Regions from separate parts of the Mus musculus genome. Here all the other regions are linked to region 3. The links are chromatin contacts, called in public Hi-C and promoter capture Hi-C maps. All regions are on one chromosome and are shown on one strand. The core of a region is the stretch at or near the end of the contact, and the rest is flanking DNA. Distances in the headings are between cores, read along the strand shown. Region 1 has its middle 7.7 kb from the start of Gm26207. Region 2 overlaps Kank1 (KN motif and ankyrin repeat domains 1). Region 3 holds the start of Cbwd1 (COBW domain containing 1). Region 4 holds the start of Fam122a (family with sequence similarity 122, member A). Region 5 overlaps Kank1 (KN motif and ankyrin repeat domains 1).

Region 1 (3,375 bases), core at 860-3,359, 500 kb after region 3:
AAACCCTGTCTCGAAAAACAAAAAAACAAACAAAAAAAAAAAGTCGCGACTGTAAATCAAGGATTTCAGGCTCCTGCATGTGGACGAGCCTGTTGCCCCGGTGGACTCTTCAGCTGCTATCTCAGTCAGCAATGGGAGACAAAAATGCTCCCGCACAGACAGCTGCTTTGTTTTGAGTGCCAGAAAAGCAAAGAACACCCGAGTTTGTTGCCTTGCATAGGCTATGGAACCCTGGCCCCAGAGATGGAATCTTGGCAATACAGCCCGAGAAATGATCACAAGTGTTAAGAACTCAGCTTCTGAATCCAGTCTTTACTGACTGTGGCTTTGGACAAGTTCCTACTTCGTTCCAACCACTAAAGTGAGAATAGTACCTGTGCCTCTTACAGGCTGTCATAAAGACCCAAGGAGTTAACGGGCATTGTAAATGTCAGCTAGTGTTATTGCTCTTTTTTTTTCTTTTTTCTTTTCCTTCCTTCCTTCCCCATTTATTCCTTCCTTCCTTCCTTCTTTCCTTCCTTCCTTCTCTCCCTCATGATCTGGTACTAGGAGCTGAACCTAAGGCCTTGCAAATGCTAAGTGAAACTTCTACCACACAATTCTATCTCCCTGTCTTTATTACCAGTTTATTTTTATTTTTATTTTCATTTTTATTTTACAACAGGGTCTCCCTAAGTTGTCCATGTTGGCTTTGATGTCATTATATAGCCCAGGCAGACCTTGAATTTACCATCCCCCTGCCTCAGCTTCTGAAGTAGCTGGGATTACAAATCGTTACCATGTGATTCCTATCAACAAAAACCGATCCTGGTTTAGATAAGGGATCTGCTATTATGCAACCATGAGCAATCTCCAGGAGAAAAGTGTTAGATACTTCTGAACCATAGGATTAGAATTTGATTTTCATTTTTACGTATTTGAAGAGGTTTCCCACAAGAAGATCAGTTGCTTTCGTCGCTTGCTTTTTAATCAAGAGGCATCTTCAGGCACATGCGTGTTTGCACGCTGGCCAGTCCTTTCTCCAGTGTGTCAACGCTGCCTCCAGTGGATGGAGCATCAGCAGTACTTCTGGATATGGTCATTCCAGCTTGAACCCCTCCCCGGACAGCTGCTCCCCCCCCCACCCCCCCACCCCCCTCTGCTCACCCAACCTCTTCACGGGACAGGATCCCATGGAGTGACTCAGGTCCTCCTGCAGAAGTTGACAGTGCTTTGCTGGCCACAAATGTACTGTGCCTCACCAGGAACAAAGGCAAAAGATGGAATTCCCAAGAGTGACTTTTTTTTTTTCAACGTCTGCACAAGGGAAGGAGCCATTGAATAAGCAGGAATCAAAAATGACTTCCTGGTGGCACTGAAATCCAAGCCTGTTGATTCACTCAGCCCAGCTCCACTCAAACCCACAGACAGCGACAAAGATAGTCCTTAACTCTTTGGATGAGACCCAGGTGAAAGGCTGCATAAGCGGATGAGCAAACCTGTCAGTTGGGAGAGTGGAGCAGGCTGTGGGGTTTACTAATATCAGAAAGGTTTTAAGAAAAGTCTGGGTCGTGGGAAGTCACTGGGCAGGTAGGCTGCTTCCTTAGGAAGAGCGAGAAACCCACCAGAGACTGCCAATGATTAGCTAGGTCTGACCTGCTCACCCCAGCCGAAGGAGAGAAAAGCCCGTCTTTTTAAGTTCAAAGGGTGCTGCCCTAGTATAAAGCAATGACTAGCATTTGCATCTGAGCTCAGATTTGTAACAAAGAAATTGCTTCATAATTTAAAAAATTATTCCTTCCCACCCGACGCCCCGGGTCTCATCCCAGGAAGTAGCAAGTCAGCTGTATCCAATGAGGGAGAAAAGCTAATAAATAAAAGAGTAGTAATTAACTGTGCATCCCGGCCTAAGGGTCCTGGGCTGCTGGCTCACATCCGAGTGGCTTGTCAGGTTCAGCTCCATTATGACTGTCCGTGGGTTTCGGATGATGTCTGTGTTCACGGCTCAGTGAGTGCTGGGACCACAGGGCTTTCCAGTTAGAAAAGCGCCTAAACTTAGCATAGATTGTAATAGGATTCTATCATTTGTACAGTGCAAGGCAAAGCGCTGAAAATGGCAGTTTAATGAGTCATGCATGCGGCGTGCCTTAGCGCTCAGTCACCGATTCCATTATTCCCCTTCAAAGGCCACTGGAAGCAGTGTGACAGAGCTGTTTTTTAGACGCTTTGCTTTTTTTTTTTTTTTTTCTGGTAATTCTTGTCCATTTCCTTGCTATTAAGAAAGCAAAGACCCTTCGTTTTGGCTTCCATGGCAGTAGGCATGTATGTGGTACCCTGATATACATGCAGGCAAAAGACCCGTACATATAAAATAATAAGATAAAATTAAATAAAAATAAAAGGCCAAAGCATCCCAGAAGGAAAAAACAAAAAACAAAAAAAAACCCAAAAACCTGCAGGTCTTCTGGCAAAGCAGATAGTTACCAGATCCACACCGGAAAACAAACAAACAAAAATACAAAACCAAGAAGATACTTGAAATGCAGTGGCCCCGTTGAGCCCCTGCTTTCCTAGGCTCTTCTGGCTTGGGCAGGTTTGGAAACGGGTGTAGGTAAGAGCCCTTGCTGAAACATGGTAAAAATTCGCCACTTCTCTACCTTGTCCTTGGCTGCAGACCCCTGAAGGTGCCCTCAGCAGCCCCAACAGGCAAAGGTTTCTCTGCTTGAACGGCAAACCTAATTTGAACAGGGCACTAATTCTTCCGTTTGCCGCCCTCCATGTTTTCATCCCCGGGCCATAATTTCACCTGCCAGCTCAGGTAAATAGTCTTTAATAGCACAGAGGCTTTGAAAGGTTAGCCTGGCCTTGATTTTGTGCGGGGGATTCCGCACTCTCACCACTGAGCGAAACTAAGAGTCAGTCACCCCAAAGGGTCACCTCCTTGTTGGACTCTTGGGACAGAAAGCTTGTCATGCCCACTTAACAAATTCAACCCTATTTCCCTTTCAAAGCTGTGCTCTCCTCTCTCCTCATGTGAACAAGCCAAAGGAAACAAGAATTATCCCACTTGCCAACCACCTCTGAGCTCCCTCCATAGCCTCTGTGCATATGTGTGTGGGGTCACCAGAAGGAAGCTACAGCTTTGCAGCTGAAATGAGAATGTGACTTTCCCCCCGATTTAAAGGCATAGCGCTGGGGGAAGAAAAGAGACAAAATCCAAAATGACAGTAATACACAGAAGCTTGGAACGGAAAGGATACAGCCTCTACCAACACAGACGGAGGCAGGATCCTTTGAGGATATTCCATACCATAGCAAGGTTTCTCTGAACATGCTCTGGTTCTACAAGACTATATATTGAAGATCCCCAGAAGCTGTAGTAAGCTGACGTCATAG
Region 2 (3,343 bases), core at 355-2,854, 450 kb after region 3:
AGAATTGCTCACACAGTGTAAAATACATATCATTGCCAAAAGGCATTCATTCGTACAACCTTATCCTTAAAACAAAACAAAACAAAACAAAACAAAAGCGTCATAATCAGGGTCTGACAGGTCTCAGGGTATCAGTAGTCGCCTGGGAGTCTGAGTGAGATTCTGTCTGCAGTCATCTTTGTGCCTTTCTGTGGTTGTAATGCAGACTGGGGGATGGATGAGGGGGCTGTAAGAGGGAAGCATGGTGCAGTCTGCCGCATGCTGCACACGTGCTAAAAGAAAGCCGCTGCCACTGCTGTCCTCACCCTTCCAGAAGTGGACTTGTTCAGAGCAGTTGCCAAGGAAAGCTTGGGCGAATAACCTTTGTGGGTGTTGTTGTTGTTGTTTAAGTTTTGTGTGTGTGAGTGGTTTTGCCTGAATGTATGTCATTCAGGAATGACTGCTTCCTGCAAAGGTCAGAAGAGAGTATCAGATCCCCCTGGTCCTAGAATTATAAATGTCCGTGTGCTGGGAATCGACCTAGGTCCTCAGAAGCAAAAGTGCTCTTTAGCATCTTACTGGATGTTGGTGGTGGTAGTGATGGTGCATGCCTTTAATTCAGGTCCTGGGGAAGCAGAGGTAGGCAGACCTCTGAGTTTGAGTACAGCCTGGTCTACAAATTGGTTTCCAGGACAGTCAGGGCTACATAGAGAAACCCTGTCTCAGCGGGGGGGGGGGGGGGGGGGGGGGGGGGAAATCCCCTGAAACTTCTAGTCAGCCCCCACCCTTTTTAATCCCTCTTCTCCCTCCCCCTCCCCCACCCTCTCTCTCCCTCCCCCTCCCCCTCCCCCTCTCCCTCTCTCCCCCTCCCCTCTCCCTCTCTCTTACCCTCCCCCTCCCCCTCCCTTTCTCCCCCTCCCCCTCCCTCTCTCCCTCTCTCACCCTGTCTGTAAGTTCATTCTTTCTAGAGTTAAGGGTTCAATGACAGAATCACTTGTCCGCTTGCAAACTATTGCTGCTTCCCTCCCTGATCCAGGCTATTCTGGAACTAGCTCCGTAGACCAGGCTGGCCTAGAACTCACAGAGACCTGCCTGCCTCTGCCTCCCAAGGGCTTCCAATAAAGGTGTGTGTCACCACTGCCTGGCTACAAACTGTTATTTTTAACCACATCATCACACAGAATACTCTCGTTCTATTTAAAATTGCATTGGGAGTGTGTGATTGTAAGTTAGCCCTTTAGAAAACCGAAACATAAAGTTCTCCTGGAGTGCCCCTGTGTAGTGGCTATGTACAAGAGTGAGCGTATGTGCCTTGTGTTTTAGAAACATGCTTTCTTTTTCTAGCAAAATGTGAATCCTGAGTTGTGCTATTCCCCTGTGTATTTTCTCACCTAAGTGGCCATAAGCATTCTCCCGGGATTTGAGGGACAGTGTGTGTGGCTTTTGACACAGCAGAGGTTGGTGACGACTAGAAGTATTAACTCCCTGGTACTGTTAAAATGGCCAGAGGACATAAGTTCACTCCCTGCTCCTCTGACAGACCCTCACTGTGGGATCAGGCCAGCCTTTTAATGATCCTCCTGGCCCAGCCTGCCCAAGTCCAGGTGCACACTGGGCCTGGCTAGGAGGAAGGAAGTCCCTCTTGTTACCAATAAAACCTTAAGAAGTAAGCTTTGTTTTCCTTTACAACAGTAAAGGGAATTATGTTGATTTAAAGAGTGGATTTTTCTTCCTTTCTTCCTTCCTTCCTTTCTTTCCCTTTTTCTTTCTGGAAAGGGGAAGAAAATTCTAGACAAATGACTCAGAGTTATAAATACCCTAAAAACATCCAACTATCGCTGCACGAATACAAACAGAACGTAACAGCCTACCACATCGTTTATAGAAAATGCATCTTTACACTCACAGGAGCCTCTGCGCTTGTGTTCTTGGTTCTCTTGGGTTTGTTTGAAAAGTTTATGAACTTGAAGGCCTCCTCTCAGCTGTGTAAGATTGTAGGAAGAAATCCAGACAAAAAAAGAATGGGAAGGGAAACTATTACAGAATTGTGTTTCTAGTTAGCTCTGTTTCTTGTACTAAACCACTTAGTATCTGTTTTTCCCTTTTATACTGCTTTTTAAAATGCTTTAAGAGCATCAAAATAAGCCAAAACAAATGTTCCTGGAACTCTGTAGTGCTTAAATGGCCTGGGGGTGGGGGTGGGGCTGAGGGGAGCAGGAGGTAGGGAGGCTCTGCTAGGCTGGGAGTTGAGAGAATTGACTGATTGTATTTGTCCTGGATGTATTTGTCTCTGCTATCTGAGTCCTGTGTCTGCATCAAATGAGAAGACTTCTCCCCGGTTCTCTCCCAGCAGAATTTTTTTATGGAAATAGCTGTGTGTAAAAGGCTGACCATCCACTGCAGCCGAGGACCTTCTTATGAATATATTTAAACACGTATTAACTGCTACCACCCATTGCCTGCTCCCATCACCAAATAAGCACTCCAGATTTAAGGGCGCATTGGGATAAACGGGCTTAAAGCAGAGCGTTGTTTGTAGCCATGCTTAAGATGAAGCCATGTATGTCCTTGCTAGGGATGCTTCCTGCCACAAAGCTGCATCCCCCGCCCTGTGATCAGAGCTTAATCTCGAGTCCGTCCATAACTTTGTGAATATTTTTACACATGGCTTTTTTTTTTTTGTAAAAACAGTGCATAAGTTTTATCTTACTTTCAAAAGTAATAATAGCTAAACAGGTGTGATGATCCCTTCGTGCCTATGATTTTCAATACTCCAGGAGTAGAGGCTCAACTTTTGGCAGATGTTCAAGAGGATCAGAAGTTTGGCTATGTAAGGAGTAATGGGCTAGCCTAGTGTATATAAGACCCTGTCTTGGTAAAAAAAGAAAAAAGAAAGAAAGAAATTATTTCTGCTGGGCATATTGTTCTAGTGGGCCCACATCTTTAATCCCAGCACTCAGGCAACTGAAACAAGTGGTCTCTGAGTCTGAGATACCCTGGTTTATATAGTGAGTTCCAGGCTAGCCAGAAGTAAAAAGTGTGACTTTTTTTTTTTTTTTTTTACGCTAGTTGAGCTGGAGAGGTGGTTCTACAGTTAAAGACTACAGCTCACAATCAAAACAGAACTTAGAGAGATGGCTCAGTGGTCCTCCGTTATGCAGAGGACCCAAGTTCAGTTCCCAGCACCCACATGATGGTGCATAACCATCTGTGACTCCAATTCCAGGGGATCCAACATCCTCTTCTGACCTCTACACCTGGCATGTGCTTGGTACACATGCACACATGTAAGCAAAACTCACGCACATAAAATAAAAATAAGTCTTTGTTTTCTGTTTTGGTTTGTTTGTTTTTTTAACTGATA
Region 3 (3,324 bases), core at 772-3,271:
CCCTTTGGTGGGGTCAAATGATTTTCAGGAGTCACTTAAGACTATCCTACAAATCAGATATTTATATTATAATTTGTAACATTAGCAAAATTAGTTATGAAGTAGCAACAAAAATAATTTATGGTGTGTGTGTGTGTGGGGGGGGGGTGTTAACCAGAACATGAGGGACTATATTAAAGAGTTACAGCATTAGGAAGGCTGAAACCACTTAAGAAGTAAATTCAATATGTTGGGCCATCTGACAGGCTAGAGGGTTAGGAAGGAACCAGATCATAGAAGTCCTTGAATTCCTGCTAAGGAACTTAAGTTTTCACCCAAGTAGAACCCACTAAAGGATGTGACAATCAAGCAACACTTTGGTGAAAGGTAGGGCTAGCACCAAGATATATTAAGGAGCAGGGAGACTCAGGACTACCAGAGTTAGGAGGAAATATTGTTAGTGTTGCAGATGGTTGGGAATCTCAGGAGCAGGATTTGAGAAATTATTAGTGTCCAGAGTGTTGGACATGTTAAGTATGGAAATGCCTGTAAGACATTAAACTAAAAACTATACAGAAGTGAATCTGAAGGATGGAAGCCAGAGAAATAGGTTGAAAAACAACGAAAATGTGGAGGCTAGTGGAACAGTGTTCCCGGTATATCAAAATTTAAAAAAAGACACAGGAGGCCAGCTGTCCCCTAGGTTCAGTCAGGAACAAGGAGGTTGGTGGAGTTAGTCCTGATCTCAGAGCTTCAGGCCATTACCTGTATTGTCCCTTTCATCTATCAGTAAGCCAAATGCAGAAAGGCCAAGGGCCAACTCTGAAGTATGTTCTTTGGACCAGGAAATTTGCTCTGATTCTATAGAATAGCATCTGAATCCAAAACGTTATTCCTTTATAAAAATGAAGCCCAAGTAAAATCTAGAATATCCTTGGTCTGACTCTAGAAGGGGAAAAACAAACAAACAAACAAACAAACAAACAAAACCTGGTGGTGTGGAGACAACAGTGATTTCTTTGTTGTATCTAAAGGGTGCACCGAGATTCAACTTGTCTGTTGCAACACACAGGAATGAGAGTACCACTTGATTCATATTTTTTCCACAATTTTTATTTGTCCACATTTTCAGCCACTTACTTGTTGTTGCTGTTAACTGTAATGCTTTAAAAGGATATCTAGACATTTCCAACAAAAAATAAGCACGTGGACTGATCTTCAGAAAACTGCACCGTGTTTCACAAATCTGTGTTTTCCAAGGACCACACCCCCGAGGTGCACCCTCAAGACCCCCAGCTTAGGAAAGTTCCCAAAACAAAGGTCTTACTCTAAATCAATCTCTTAACAGTGCTTTCCAAGCGGACCTCAAAAGGGGAGGGCACAGTTTAGGACTTGTCACTAATGGCTGGAAGAGTTTGGTTCCTGTGAAATGGAATCCACTAAGCAAGGTGTCAGGCAATCTACAGTCGGCATCTTTGTTTTCTTTTTCTTTCTTTTTTTTTTTTTTTCCTTGACCAGGGCATCCTTTAATAACAATAGACCATTTGGCTTTGTTTTGCTTTGGTTTTTTGTTTTTCTGTTTTTTAATGAGAAAACTCAGATGACTTTATTATTTCTACTCTAAACTGAGGGGAGATGAGCTTCACAAATGAAAGACAACTTAATCAAGAGACCATAACATTAGGTGAGTCTGAGTTTCAAAACTACCTTTGAAAATGCTAGAAGAGAGGCCCCAGCCCCTACCTCGAAGATTCGTCCTCGGCCAGGAGGCCCGGGTGCCTGAGGAGACACGGCAGCCCCCCTTAATTACCTAAGTACCCGGTGACAATTGTGACTGGAATCTTAGTGATGAAGTCAAGATTTTCCTCTTCTTGGTTCTTGGTCTCAATGGGGACCAATTCAGGACAATCCTCCGCGTACTCTTCTTCCGCCTCCACAGTTTTCACAGCAGGTAACATGCCGCCAGCAGGACACCAGTGACTCCAGAACTAAAGAGCTGCCGCCAGTCGCGTTTCCGCGACAGGATTCAGTCGGCGCGGGGCTGATGATGTCACCACAACGCGTCGCGGAGCAGGCCTCTGAGGAACCAGCCCGCCCTCCAGCTACGCCACTATTCAAACTAGACACGCCTTCCCGGGGGAGGCACGCCCCTACGCAGAGATAGATACACCCCCACGCACAGTGGACACGCCCCTTATAGAGAGGGACACACCCCCCGGGTGTGAAGCACGCTCTAGGGGCGTGCCCTCTGCCCGTGGGCCAAACTGCACTTTGCTGTTAGGACGCTAGGAGCTCCCTTGCCTCGAAGCTGTAGTGGGCTCCAGCTGTTAGCCACTGTCTGTTGCTTGGGCTGAGGCAACACCTATTAGGCTTGGGCAGCTTCACCACAGGACAGACATTTTTCAAGTTGCCATTTTTTTTTTATTCTCATGAAGTCCATCTCTTTCATTCACAAGGAAAAGAGTAATTGTGAAGTCATGCTATATATTATAATTATTCTACAATGATAATTATGTATTATAGCTATCTCATCTTTTACAATGTAATAGTTTTATTTATTTTTCTTTCTCCTTTACTTGGACATAAGGTAAACTCAGATCAATAATTGTATTTATTGGTTCATAATATTCTCATTAGTCTCTGGACTCCTTTGTGTGTGTTTATAGTGGATTCCTTGATAGTACCCTAACCCAAAAACATTAAATTGCATCTCTTCTACCCCAGCCTAGAATACTAACTATAATCATGAATCTTCTTGGGAATACTGAACATTCCTTTATGTGTTTGTTATGGTTTGTCCTTATACACACGCACATAAATAACATTGACCATTGTTTGTTTTTCAATTTCATAAAAAAGAGTACCATTCAATGTATACTCTCTTGGGGTTTGCTGGATTTCCAGCTTCACTACTGAATTTCCTGTCAATTGTTTTCAGGTGTTGCTGTTTTGTTTCATTTTGAGACAGTCATACATTTTCCCAACAATGTAAGAGATCATATTGGTGTAATGTCAATATTAGCAGACATGAATTTTTTTCCCAATTAAATACAAAATAGTACCTCAATGTGATCATCAGTTGTATTTCTTTGGATTTGAACAAAACTGAGCATCTTTTTATGTGTTTTGACCATGTTTAATTTCAGGCTTTAAGAGGGGCTAGCAAGCATTGCTCTGTGGGCATCAGATCCCATTACAGATGGCTGTGAACGACCATATGGTTGCTGGGAATTGAACTCAGGACCTCTAGAAGAGCAGTCAGTGCTCTTAAATGCTGAGCTCTCTCTCCAGCCCCTCAAAATGAGGTTTTAATAAGTTATATACATTGGGTGTTCAATGTACTCT
Region 4 (3,086 bases), core at 165-2,664, 480 kb before region 3:
ACACCAAAAATTAGTGTGCCATGAACTATGGAATTTTAAAACATCAGTTTACTAAACTGAAATTCAACATTTATATTTTCATCAGAACTTAATAATCCCATAAATAAATAGAGCTCTCAATTATTTAAAAAATCAAGGGATAACATATGTATTTAGACATATTAGCAGCGTAAAATGTATGCTTCAACACACTTATTGATAAAAAGTCCGAAAATATTACTACACTGAATTCAAGGGCATCCCCAGGAACCTGACATAGAAATTCTCTAGAATAACATTTCAGGAATTTCCAAAAAGAGGGAAGAGTCAAATAGGAAACGGCTTTAACGTAATCGACAAAGTTCAGTGCTTGCTCTAACTTGATTTTTTTCTTTCTTTTTTTTTTTGTTTGTTTTTGTTTTTTTGTCTCTCCATTGGGGGAGGGGGATTCAAGATGAGTGAGTCACTTTGAGGAAAGTTCATCTACTGGAATAAAGGGGGAGGCTGCTTGGGCGGGCGACACAGGAGAGTCGGTGGTAGTGCTGACTTTCGCTGGTGAGTTACAGGAAGATCCGGCACTGCTGCTGTTTCCATCCAGGGTATCGGAAGATACGCACACACCGGGGTCTGACAGCTGTGCAACGTCAGAAGACAGCATGTTGGTGATGCCCTGGAAAAATCTCTTTGGCTGATAATCAGTTTCCATTTCACATTTTCTTTTCAATGGTCCAAGAACACTTGGTCTAATGCAGTTGATGGGACTCTGGCTTCTCCGGGTGGTAAATCGGGTGGTTGGGCTGGGAATGGGACTTGGAGGCAGTCCGTTGCTACTCACAAAACTTTGCAAGGACGGTGAGAAACACTGCTTCCCAATTCCCCGGGTCGGGGACGGTGCCGGAGACACCGGAATGAAATCGATGCGCTTCGGGGAGGCGGATTTCTCCACGTCGTTGTCACTCAGGCTGAAACTTTCCTCCCAGGAGTGGCTTATCTGCATTGCGGTCTGCACCTCGCGCTCGTGAACGGTCTCTCGGTTGATCAGGTCCATGCCCTCCTCCTGTTTGATCTGGTGCAGGCGGCTGCTGTGCATTCGGACCGGCGAGGCCGGGAGCAGCAGGCCGTGGCGGCTCGGGAACGTCGTGCTGTTCCGTCTGGCGCTGGGCGCCTCGGCCTGGAACACCGGCGACGAGTCGCTGAGGCCGTGGATCAGGGGGGCGCTGTTAGACCTCCGCAGGCCCCCGCCGCCAGGGCCGCCGCCCTCCGCCGGGCTCGCGCCCGCGGGCAACTCCAGGTCCAGCTCCATCTTCTCCTGAGCCATGGCGCGGCCGGGAGGCGGGGGCGGTGCTCAGTCAGGGCCCTGGGACTCCCATTCCCCGCGGCCCAAGGCCGCCGCCGCCGCCGCCGCCTTCGAGAATCTGTCAGCGGGTTCGCGCCTCTGCGCAGGCGTGCCCCTTCGCGCAGGCGCCCTGGCACGCCCGTTCTCGCGGCGCCAGCTTAGTGCGTCATGGCTGCGGCGCCGCGGCGGGGGCAGGGGGCGAGCAGTGGTTGGGCGACTCCAGTGTTCGTTTCTTCCGCAAATAGTCACTGGGCGCGGGCTCGCGGGAAGGCAGGTTACGGAGGCCGGGGCATTGAGAAGTGTATGTGCTTATGAAGCAAGTGTGAGCTCAGAAAGATAGGCCCTTGGTGATGTGGGGCTTCATGATTGAGCTTGGCCCGGCCTGGTGGGCTTCCCAGAGGGAAGTCTGAAGGAGGCCACGGCGGCGCTTTGTAAAACTGGACTGGAAGCAGGGAGCCACTGCTACCCAGCTAGGTGACAGACAGGAACCAGGAGGACAGGGTTGTTAGCCTGATGGTGGACAAGAGCAAGTTCTGGGCTTTTTTTGAGAACAATGAACTCCCGGGCGTTCTCAAGGAAGCATATTAGGGTACAGGAGCAGCCTTTGGCTGAGGTCTGAGGAAGAAGACATGGGATTAGAACCTACAGGGAAAAGGCCAAAGAGGAGGTTGATTTACACTAGGACAGAATCGGGGAGGGCCAAGAGAGAATAGTAGACTTAAGGCGGTTGGGAGGAAGAAGCTTTGTGACATCTTTTTTAAAAAAGTTGTCATATTTCTGCCGTTAACCGTGCACATACTAATGTTCACTTGGTGTGGGAATCCAATGAAAGAAAAAAAAAAGACACATTCATAGATCAACAGATTTTTAGCTTATGTAATTAATACAAAACTTTGTATCTCATTAACAGGGAAGTTGTATGTGTTCATTTATTCAGTCAAGTCTCCTATTCGGGCATACCTACTTACTATGTACCAGGTACTGTGCTAGGAAATGGACTTGTGTGAGGACATTCAGTTTCTACTGGGTGGGAGTGGGGGATGAGAAAATAGGGGACTTTTGGTGGTATGGCTGGAGGTAGAAGTGGGACGGTGTGGTCAAGCACTACCTATATATAGCCCTTGAGGGGCAGTTGGGCAGAGTTCAGTTGTAAATGACAAATCCTGTGGACTGTGGGAGGTGGGGGCAGGGCCGAGTGTTCCAACCAATGCGAAGGGCCAACATACCCACCCGTCTGGGGAAGAACAAGGAAAGAAAAATCAAGAAGGAGACAGGTGACCTGAGAGGTCAACGGACTGAGCGCCCAGTCCTATGATTATAAGTCCCTGAGCAGTATTAGGCAGGGGAATAATAGGCTTGGGCTTTATCTGTTATGGTTTGAGATGGAGTCTCACTAAGTCATTGCTCAGGCTAATCTCAAACTTCTGGGCTCTAGTGATTCACCTCACTCCCAAAGGAAGTAGGGCTAAGGGCATATCGTGCCACACTCAGCATGGTTTTTGCTTTAAACACCATGGAATGAGCTGAAAGGGGGCCAGAGGCAAGAGTGGAGGCCAGAAGATAGAGTAGAAAGCTGCTACAGAGAGCAGAATACTGGGGTAGGGTTGTAACAGTAGGGAATGGGGAGAAGGGGATCCACTGATGTCATCTGGGATGAGATTTGCCAATAGGTTAAATTTCGGTGTTCAAAGAAATAGGGAGGCGGGGAGGAGATAAGGGATTTTTGGAGGGGAAGCTAAGAAAGGGGATAACATTTGAAATGTAAATAAAA
Region 5 (3,245 bases), core at 459-2,958, 350 kb after region 3:
AAGCCATCATCCTGACCCTACACGGCTTGTATGTATCTTTCTATTGGGTGTTTGTCTGTAAAAGCAGAGAGTGGCTGCCTAACAGTTTCATCAAGGACTGGATGCTAAGGAAGGCGCTGTTGTTAGTTAGTAGGGCGATCTTGTTTGTTCATTTGTTTCTATGACCATAACTTTGACCCACGTCAAAGGTCAGAGGACCTTTGGAAGAAAGGAGAAAGTATTCGTTGTTGAGTAAATTACCTTAATTTTCTGTGACCTTTGCAGTAGGACAGTAAAGTAGAGAGGTTCCTCTTCTGGAAAACCATGAGCTGGGGAAACTACCAGGCAGGCGAATGTTACATTCTTTTATCCTTCTATAGGAAAGACTCTTGAGACCCAAACCAGGATGCTTTCTGAGCCTCAGAGACTTCAGTAGTTTCTGCTTCGGTGGAGCCAAAGGTTTTAATCAATGTACAGTCAGGGAATCAAGTGGATAATGCCCTGATATAATGAGGTTGTGTAAATGGATTTGGGGAACACTCAGGTAGAAAAATAAACAAAGGGCATGTATAAGAAATCTAAGAAGGAAAACTGTGTTTAACTTCAAATACATACTGAGTTTGAAGTGACTATAGGATATATATTGTGTATATTTTGTTTGTTTTTCAGACAGACTTGTGTGTGTGTGTGTGTGTGTGTGTGTGTGTGTAGTAGTAGTAGCTCTGGCTGGCCCTGGAACTCACATTATAAATCAGGCTGGCCTCAAACTCAGATTTGTCTGTGTCTGCCTCCTGAGTGCTGGGATTAAAGGTGTGTCAACACGTGTGGCCAGAATATAATATTGAGAAATAAATACTATCCTAGTATTCGAGGGGTATGGGAGAGTAGATTTGACATTCTCATGGGCAACTCTTCACAGTATCAACTCTTTATGTTTCACGTGACGGGCCTGTCACCTTTTCTAGAAAAATAACTAGTAGTATGGGAAAGGGTATCTCATATGGCATTGTTTTACAATCAAAGCTTAGAAGAGGGGCTGGAGAGATGGCTCAGCAGTTAAGAGCACTGACTGCTCTTCCAGAGGTCCTGAGTTCAATTCCCAGCAACCACATGGTGGCTCACAACCATCTGTAATTGGATCCAATGCCTTCTTCTGGTGTGTCTGAAACAGTGACAGTGTACTCATATACAATAAATAAATCTTAAAAAAAAACTTAGAAGAAATTATTTCAGTGAGTTAAAGGAGTTTAAAGATGAAGTCTCACGAAGTCATTAAAATAAAGGTGTAGAAAACTATTAAATGACACAGTGCTTCCACTAAAATAAATGGGAAAAGCCAGTTACAATAATACCAGGTGGTTCCTGATTGGGTATTTATTATGGTTTTACATTGGCCCTGCATATATGCCCAAGTGGAAGAGGATTCAATAAGATGTTTGCCAATGCACTTAAAAGCTTCAGTCTTGACTTTTCTAAACCTACAGTTGAGAACAAACAGTCCTTTCAAAGATGAAACATGTTACTTTTAAAATAATTGAGTGTTAACTATATAAATTGCCCAACACGATGCTGCCGGTTTGTGATCTATTTTCTTTTATCTGTGTGAGTAACCATCGTGTTCCTGAAGCAGCCGGCCGAATGCCAGCTCTCCCGGGTTGACAGCGTAAAGTGTTGAATGGGTTTATAAGACTTCTTAGGGAGATAAAAACCAGGCAAGCAGGGTGGTGTTGGCAGAGCAGGCAACCGTTCCTCGTCAGACTCTGAGAGGAGAGAGGAGGGAGCAGGGGCAGGCCAGGCATATGTGCTGTGACAGCTTGGGACTGAGGTGTCTCCAGCTGCTGGTGGTATTATTTCGGGGAGCTGGTTGGAGGAAGTAGTGTGTCCCTGGGGAAGGTCGTCACGCACCGTGCTGCATCCTGCTAGCTCTCTGCTTCATGGCCCACCGTGATGTAAACCTAGCTGCTCCACTCTCTGAAACTGTCCATCCAAACAAGGCCTTCTTCCTCTGCTCTAGGATTTCTCAGAGACAGGAATGAAATGAAAGAATTCGGGTGTTTTTAATCAGAATGTTAGGTCAGGCAGAGTCTTTGAAAGTGACCGGCAGTCAACCTCAGAGTTCTTGACAGGCAAGTCTACTGTTCCCATTTGCCCTCCTGGTTTCTCCCCCCCTACCCCAACACCATCTCAGCCATATTGAAAACTGCACCTGGGAGCCATCTGCTGTTTCCTGTTTCTCAAGGCTGAGGCTGAGGCCTCCTGTGTGTTTCCAAGACACCACGCTCATCTCTTTGCGCTTGCATGCCCTTCCTGTTGGTGTGCCTCTCTCACCTTTGTAGTGGCTCCACTTCTCTGTCACATACTCTTCTTGCATTTCTTGCCACGTCTCTGCATCTCCCACTCATCGCCCATCAAGACCTTCCTTTAGTTCTTTATCCATCATCTTTGGGATAAAATTGTAGAAACCCATCATCTTTTCCCATGGCAAGTTACTGGTGATGCTGCGGAGAGCTTGGTTATGAGTTTGAAGAATTAGGACATGTTCACTTAGGTGTGAGATCTAACGGATGCTGCACACGAGGAGATCCTTAGAGTGAATGGTCAATAAGTGGTACTCGTCCTTTTGACATTTGCTTCTCAGTGTCTTCTACAAGTGTGCTGAGCCATGTTCATGCGTATCCCAGGACCTATGTGTCCTAGCAGGTTAGATGTGCCTGGTACTCAATGGTTACTGAACCTGACGAACAAAGATTATACACAGCTGGATAACTCTATATTTTAAAGTGCACATATATTGTGAGTGAGTCAAATCCAGGTAAATATAGCTCCTCGAGCATTTATTATTTCTTTATGGTGAAACCTTTCCAAATCCTTTTAGTAAAGGAAGCCTTTTATAAAGGCCTGTTTTGACCTCAAAGAGTAACTGGCAGGGCTGATTCAGAGGAGAATTGACTTATTAAAAACTCCGATACTATCTACGCTGAAGGAAACCTTATTCCGAGTCATCTGCTCCCAGCTGGACAGTTAAACTGGATACATAATGCCACATCAGGCAGGTGTGTTAGGTGGTGTGTGAGCATTAAGGTGTGAGAATGACAAGCAGTGCTGGCACTGGGGACCCAAGCCTGTACCCCACAAGGGGACATGATAGCTACATAGGAAGGCGTAAGAACATATGGCTTTCTCTAGTCAAACTAGTCTCTCTGGAACGGAAGGAACTGGAAACCGTTAGCACATCGTGTGTTGGTAGAAGACCATGGGCGAACCGG

Evidence for each region. Promoter capture Hi-C pulls out the DNA fragments that hold promoters and counts their contacts. A called contact is a pair of places that touch in the nucleus more often than the background predicts.
Region 1: a contact with region 3 is called in a Hi-C map of the C2C12 cell line, with 5 times the contacts expected there. A contact is called at or near these places in 16 of 39 promoter capture datasets (the 3T3-L1 cell line, 3T3-L1-derived adipocytes, the C10 cell line and 10 more), 24 of 484 Hi-C or Micro-C datasets (B cells, the C2C12 cell line, the MNK3 cell line and 13 more), 6 of 130 datasets of targeted methods (astrocytes, embryonic stem cells, epiblast stem cells and 3 more) and 1 of 9 other capture datasets (embryonic stem cells).
Region 2: a contact with region 3 is called in a promoter capture Hi-C map of cranial neural crest. A contact is called at or near these places in 8 of 39 promoter capture datasets (the 3T3-L1 cell line, the C10 cell line, cranial neural crest and 4 more), 1 of 484 Hi-C or Micro-C datasets (cerebral cortex), 3 of 130 datasets of targeted methods (the NIH/3T3 cell line, cardiomyocytes and differentiating embryonic stem cells) and 1 of 9 other capture datasets (pancreatic islet).
Region 4: a contact with region 3 is called in a Hi-C map of muscle stem cells, with 4 times the contacts expected there. A contact is called at or near these places in 1 of 39 promoter capture datasets (liver), 3 of 484 Hi-C or Micro-C datasets (CD4 T cells, CD8 T cells and muscle stem cells) and 2 of 130 datasets of targeted methods (memory CD8 T cells and pancreatic cancer cells).
Region 5: a promoter capture Hi-C map of pre-B cells shows a contact between it and region 3, with 4 times the contacts expected there. A contact is called at or near these places in 15 of 39 promoter capture datasets (the 3T3-L1 cell line, 3T3-L1-derived adipocytes, the C10 cell line and 9 more), 17 of 484 Hi-C or Micro-C datasets (CD4 T cells, the CH12 cell line, Th17 cells and 10 more), 9 of 130 datasets of targeted methods (the 230-238 cell line, astrocytes, embryonic basal ganglia and 5 more) and 2 of 9 other capture datasets (adipose tissue and liver).

Annotation. Positions count from the first base shown.
Region 1 is chr19:25,460,117-25,463,491 of GRCm38.p6, forward strand. No RefSeq gene overlaps it. Among named protein-coding and RNA genes, the nearest start is that of Gm26207, 7.7 kb to the left of the region's middle.
Region 2 is chr19:25,413,832-25,417,174 of GRCm38.p6, forward strand. The region is part of intron 5 of Kank1 (KN motif and ankyrin repeat domains 1); the gene reads left to right. Among named protein-coding and RNA genes, the nearest start is that of Gm52392, 15 kb to the left of the region's middle.
Region 3 is chr19:24,959,595-24,962,918 of GRCm38.p6, forward strand. It overlaps Cbwd1 (COBW domain containing 1), which reads right to left and starts at 2,022. Exons shown (of 15, transcript NM_146097.3): 1 at 1,790-2,022. The coding sequence starts at 1,937.
Region 4 is chr19:24,476,060-24,479,145 of GRCm38.p6, forward strand. It overlaps Fam122a (family with sequence similarity 122, member A), which reads right to left and starts at 1,415. Exons shown (of 1, transcript NM_026520.3): 1 at 1-1,415. The coding sequence starts at 1,297. The coding sequence ends at 443. The region is part of intron 1 of Pip5k1b (phosphatidylinositol-4-phosphate 5-kinase, type 1 beta); the gene reads right to left.
Region 5 is chr19:25,313,958-25,317,202 of GRCm38.p6, forward strand. The region is part of intron 2 of Kank1 (KN motif and ankyrin repeat domains 1); the gene reads left to right. Among named protein-coding and RNA genes, the nearest start is that of Kank1, 79 kb to the left of the region's middle.